2 separate regions of the Anas platyrhynchos genome follow, and region 1 is linked to region 2. A link is a contact called in public Hi-C data. All regions are on one chromosome and are shown on one strand. The core of a region is the stretch at or near the end of the contact, and the rest is flanking DNA. Distances in the headings are between cores, read along the strand shown. Region 1 holds the start of ZBTB44 (zinc finger and BTB domain containing 44). Region 2 has its middle 33 kb from the start of ST14.

Evidence for each region. A called contact is a pair of places that touch in the nucleus more often than the background predicts.
Region 1: a Hi-C map of skeletal muscle shows a contact between it and region 2, with 1.7 times the contacts expected there. The contact joins the promoter of ZBTB44 here to the enhancer-like site in region 2. A contact is called at or near these places in 2 of 8 Hi-C or Micro-C datasets (skeletal muscle and small yellow follicle).

What each region holds. Positions count from the first base shown.
Region 1 is chr25:4,589,761-4,592,667 of IASCAAS_PekinDuck_T2T, forward strand. ZBTB44 (zinc finger and BTB domain containing 44) reads right to left here and starts at 1,360. Exons shown (of 6, transcript XM_027444403.3): 1 at 1,074-1,360.
Region 2 is chr25:4,520,717-4,523,771 of IASCAAS_PekinDuck_T2T, forward strand. No RefSeq gene overlaps it. Among named protein-coding and RNA genes, the nearest start is that of ST14, 33 kb to the left of the region's middle. Within about 2 kb of position 1,730, at least 3 of the 8 cell types and tissues checked have an H3K27ac peak or open chromatin away from gene starts, as enhancers often do.

The sequences.
Region 1 (2,907 bases), core at 110-2,609, 69 kb after region 2:
GCAGCCTTTGGTAGCCAGGCGATGCGACACCCGTTGCACAAGGCCCTGGAGACAGACCCTCCCTCGCCAGCAGGTACAACGCGCTCGGCAGAGCCGTCTCTTTGCTTTGCTGGGAGATCCGTGCCTGCCTATTTGCCTGGAGAGCCTCAGCAGCTTTCTGCAGGCAGCGAGAAGCCTCCTGGGGTGCCTGCGCTTGAGCGGGCTGCGGCGGTCAAGCACGGAGGCATTCCCCAGCACAACCTGCGTATGGAAAGAGCATCGAGGCACTCGGGCGGGCAGCAGTGCCCCGCTTGGGGTGGGTGCCTATAGGCAAGGAGGCGACAGCTCTTGGTGAGCCGGGAGCGTGGTGCAAACCCCCCAGCTCCTGCGTGTGCCGGTGCCGGTGTTCGTGTCTGCGCAGGGCAGGCCGGAGCCAAAATAACCGGGGAGAGGCGGAGGGGGAGCGGGGAGGCAGGGGAGACCCCAATGGGTGGGCAGAGGGGCAGGGGGTGCTGCAAGAGGGGGGGCATTGCAGCCCGGGGGGGCTCCCCTTCCTACATAAACACACGCGGGGGGGGGAAATAAATAAATAAACACATAAATAAATAAACGAAATAAATAAATAAATGGAAGCAGCGGCAGGAGGCACAACTTCCCCAGCTGCTGCTTGCCCCGGGGGGGGTCTCAACAGGCCCGGAGGAGGGGACGGGGGGGCTCTGACAGAGCTGTGGGGGGCACGGGGGGGCTGAGGGGGGGACAAGGGGACCCCACAGGCCTGGGAGGGGGGCACAGGGGGTTGAGGGGGCTCCTGAAGACCCGGGGGGGGGCACCGGGTGCTCTGAGGGTGCTGTGGGGGCACAGGGGGCTGTGTCAGGCCCGGGGGGGGCCCAGCAGGGTCCATACCAGGCGCTGCCCCCCCCCTTGTTTTTATCCCCCCCCCTTCCCCACGCGGCGCTGCGGGGGGGCGCTGCCGGGGGCGGACCCGCGGTGCAGCAGCCAAAGCCCTCCCCCGGCGCCCGTTGGTTCCCCCCCCCCTCACCTCCCGTTCCCCCCCCCACCCCCCTCCCTCATCACCCCCGTTCCCCCCCCGTTACCTGCGGGGCCCGGGAGGAGGCCGAGCCCCCTACCGCGGCAGGGCCATGGCGGGGCGGCGGCGGCGGCAGGAGGAGGAGGAGGAGGAGGAGGAAGATGAGGAGGAGGAGGAGGAGGGGGGTGGGCGGGAGGAAGGCGCCGCCGCCGCCGCCTCCCCCTCAGGCGGGGAGGGGAGGGGGGGGGGGGAGCGAGGAGGGGGGGGGGCGGCGGCGCGCGCGGGGCTGGGCGCGAGGAGGGAGGGAGGGGGAGGAGGGGGCGCGGGGCGCGGGGCGCCGTGTTTGTGTCCCACAGTGCTCCGCGCGGGGCGGGGCCGGGGGCGGGGCCAAGGGGGAGGGGGCGGGGCTAAGGGAGGGGCACAGGGCGCAGGCGCGGGGAGGGCGGCGGGGAGCGCGCGGGGCTGGGGGCAGCCAATGCACCCCCCGTGCATGCACCCCCTGGGACCGTGCACCCTGCACGCCTCACTGCATGCACAGAGCGGGACCGTGCACACGGGACACCCGCGGTGCATGCAGCCCCCCCAGGACCGTGCACAGTTGCATGCATGCACAGGTTGGGGCTGTGCACGTGGGACCAGGACCATGCACATGGGTTTGCACGGTGCGTGCATGCACCATGCACACGGGATACTCACATTCATTCATGCACGGGCAGGACGGTGCACACAGGACATCCCCGGTGCATGCACCCCCTGGGATCATGCACCCCAGGCACCCCACTGCATGCACAGACTGGGGCTGTGCACATGGACACCCCCCAGATATGCACACCAGGCACACCAGTGCATGCAAGGACCAGGACTGCACATGGGATGCCCAGCTGCATGCATGCACAGACAGCACTGTGCACATGGAACACCCCGGTGCAAGCACCCCCCAGAACCACGCACCCCAACCACCCCAGTGTGTGCATGCATAAGCTGGGACTGTGCACACAGGACCCCCTGGTGTGTGCACCCCCATGGATCGTGCACACAGGACACCCCAATGCATGCATGGACCAGGACAGTGCACACCAAGCACTTTGCAGCATGCATGCATAGAAAGGGACTGTGCACACAGGACACCCGAGTGTGTGCACCCCCAGACCATGCACACCCCCATGCATGCACCCCCAGGACCCCAGGCCCCTTTCCCAGTGGGTGCCCCCCAGGCAGCTGCCCCAGCACACAAAGCGCAGCCACACGTGGGAGCAGAATCCTGCAGTTTACATCTACCCCAATGGAGCTGGGAGTTAATGAGCCTCAAGTTAATCCACCCCTGTAATTTGGTCCAAATCTGCACTAACTTGGGGTAAGCGCAGTTTAATTTGAGGTGATTAGTGCGGCCATTTTCTCCGTGGTCACGTTATTTATTTATTTAATTTATTGCAATAAGTGCTCAGTAAATTGAGGCAGGAAACAGATTGAAAGGCCACCGTCCAAGAACGTTAATCAGCGGTAAAATATTTTAAAGCGGCCCCTGGAAAACACCGCACTGCTCCTCAAACAACAACAAAAACAATAAAAAAAAAACCACCACCAACAACAAAAAATAAGGCCAAACTCCTTGTGCTGGTGTAAAAACCCTGGGACTATTTTTTTGCTGGTTACTTGCAAAACCAGGGGGAGAGCAGAACCCCTGCAGGCTCTGGGATCCTGCTCTCTGCTGCTTCATTCTCCTTTGGCTTCCTCTGGCTTTGCATTTGCGGGGAGCTGCAGGGTAAACCCGGTGCACTGCTCCTTTGCAAGTTACTTTGGTGAAAAGCAAGAGCAAAACAGCACTGATTTGGGCAAATTGTGCATGTGTGCACACAGGTTGCTGCCACCTTTTTCAGCTGATAAACAAGATATGATTTGCA
Region 2 (3,055 bases), core at 480-2,979:
TGTGCCCAGCAGGACCCTGACGGTGCTGCAGGACTGGGGCTCCTCAGCCCGGAGGGGCAGCTCCCCCCTCTCGCCCCCCAGGCCCAGGTCCAGCAGTTCCCAGCTCCTGTACCACTGCCTTACAGCATCACCCCAAGGGCAAGAGGAAAATGCCTTTTCTCCCCTCCAGACCTCGGGGGATGTCAAGTGAAACTACAGACAGACAGGGCAGCAGACACAGAGTTCCTGGAAAGCGCCTGCCCCAAGACATGTGTCCCAGCGGTCTGGCACAGCTGGCAGACAAACTGGGACAGAGCCAGGGCTAGGATGGCAGGGCAGGGATGGAGGTGTGCGAGGTGGAGGGGTCTGCCCACGTCTGGGAGCACAGAGCTTGTCAGAAAGCAGGAGCAAGCAATCTTTATGGGGTGTTCCCAGCAGCTGCTGCTGGACGCGGAGCAGACGAGCAAGCCACCGCCGCAGAGCACCGGAGCTGGCACCTAACCCAGCACCGTCTCTCCCGGAGCTCACAGCAGGGAATGAGAACGACCCCAGCTTGTACAAACCTCTCACCCACCGGGATCAGGAGGGGCTGTGGCAAAGGCTCGTCACCTCGTCTGACTCCAGCTGCCAGGCAGTTCGGCTGCTCCAACAGGGGCTTTGGCTTTCTCCAAGGAGCTGGGAGTCTCTCGCTCCGCACTGGTGACCTTAAAATCAAGGGCTGAAATTAGATGCCTGCTTTCAAGCAGATGAAGCTGGACAGATTCTTCCAGTCTAGGTCTGCATGGGATCTATCAGGGAGATGTGGTTCGTTCTGTATGAACAGCACGGACTTTCCCCCTACCTCGCTCACCCCAAAGAACTGCAATACCCTCAGCTAGAGCCAGACCCCGGTTTCTGTATGACCAACAGACCAACCAGAAAAGCAAACATAAGAAAAGAGCTTCTCCAGAGGCTGCAGCAGGCAGAATGAAACCTGCAGCCTTTCAGTTCCAGGCTGACTTTTAGCAGAGGCCAGCATGGCACTGATGAGCTTCATCAGTCCAGCACTGAGCATCTATCAGGCCTACTCAGAGGACACGGCATCCGCCCTCCCTGATTTACAACCTCTCTTAGAGCAGCCCAGAGGACTTCAGATGGGATGCTGGAGGCAGACAATTGCCCCTCTGACCTGCCAGGTTAAGCACCCACAACAGAGGGTGGCTGTGCCTCCAAACTGAGCAATTGGCAGCTTCTGCTCGAAAGAAATTCAGAGCAGCTCCCACGGGACGTGGCAGTGAGCTGCAGTTTGGTTGTCTCCCTACCAGAAGGACTCACATTTTAGTCAGCGAGAAGCAAATAACTGCAGGACTGGTAAATCCACCTTGGGACCAGCCATCCGGGACGAATTCTTTCTGTGGCACGTCAGCACCGCAAGGCCTTGCCTCAGCAGAGCTCTCGTGTGATCCTCAGGGTCTCTTTGTGCGAACACAGCTGGCTACAGACACGGCAGGCAGGGCAGGAGACATTTTGTGGCACCACGAGCAGACAGGCAGCAACCTTCAGAGGGAGGTGGGATGCCCACCGCAGCGCCGCTCCTCCGAGCAGCAGTGTCCTGGCCTGGGGTTCATTGGCACAGGTAAAATCTTTCACATCTGCTGCACTTACAGTAAGAGGGATGACAGCTTCGTTACGAATGCACAGAGCTTCCAAAGAAGAACAGCATGGAGGGTTGCCTTGGAGACTGCAGTAAGCAATGTGCTGCCAGATGACTGGGTCTCATACCACAGCAGGCACTTGCCAGAAGGGTGATCTCAGCGGTGCGCGCTGCATTATCAAACATTCCTTGAAGGAAAGACTGAATCTGTGCAAGGATCGGGTGAATCAGGCTGCAGGGAAGGTGGTTCTTTATGTTACCCATTAGTCATGTTCCTTGGCTTTGCCCACCCGCAGCAAGCACCACGGCCGTGGCGCTCAGCGGAGCGGAGAAACCTCCTCACGGTGCACACCGAGGCTGGTGGGGCTGCCAGGGGACACAGACACACCAAGTGCCCTCCATCCCCCTGGCAGAGACACGAACACAGGGCTGTTCCCCACGTCTGGTCAAAGAAGAAAGGTTGAGAACCCTTTTACTCATTTTGGATAAAGCATAAAACAGCCTCCTGGGGAACCCCAGACAAAATAAATACCAAGCTGCCCATCACGTTGTGTTACACCACCACAGACCTCTCAACTGCTACCAGCTTTCTGCCCTAAACATTTCTGCAGTTATCTGAGCTGGGGACCATTAGATTTGCATCTAGTTTTGTCCCCTGCATAACCACACTTTAAATATTTATTCTCTTCTTCTTGTGCTGGCTCCCCTCTGACAGCGTCTCCAAGGCCTGATCCCGCTCATCCTTCATGGAAGATGGCTTTATCCCATCGTGACCAATCCAGTTAGCAGACGATATTTTAAGAACTACTTCAGCATTAGAGTCAAGCTACTGGTTACACAGCATTGGCAGCACAGACAGGATAAGCAAAGAAAGCAATCCATGGGAAAATCTCCAGCTTGTTAAGAAAAAACAAGCTTCTCGAAGAAGTGTTAGGCACAAGCAAAGCCCCAAAATAAAGAACAGCCACTACTGCACGTTCAGGTTGTCATTTAGTTCAACATTTCAGGGGTAATTTTACCAGTTTTCACCAGCTACAGGTATGCTTACATGCTGTAGAAGAAAACCTTCCATGAACCTCTAAATCCTGTAAGAACCACAGGTCTTGGGACTCGTACTACTTACACCATCAATGTCTTTGAGACAAGTGTCACCATCGCAGCACCATCATATTCTCCTTTCCAGCACCATAACATTCTCCTTTCCAAATATCCTTTTTCCAAATATCCAAATTTCTCCTTTTTGCTTAGGACAAGCATCAAAGCCACCCAGAAAGAGTTAACCAGTGCTCATATAACCTAATGAGCATTAGCCCACCGTAGCTTTTTGCTGGCCACTCTGTGGGGCTGGAATCAGGGAGAGGAACAGATCAGGTGGAGCATTAGGAAAACAGCTCTCATGGCAAGAAAACTGCCAGGCCTCCCAAGGGAAGCGATGAAAACCCT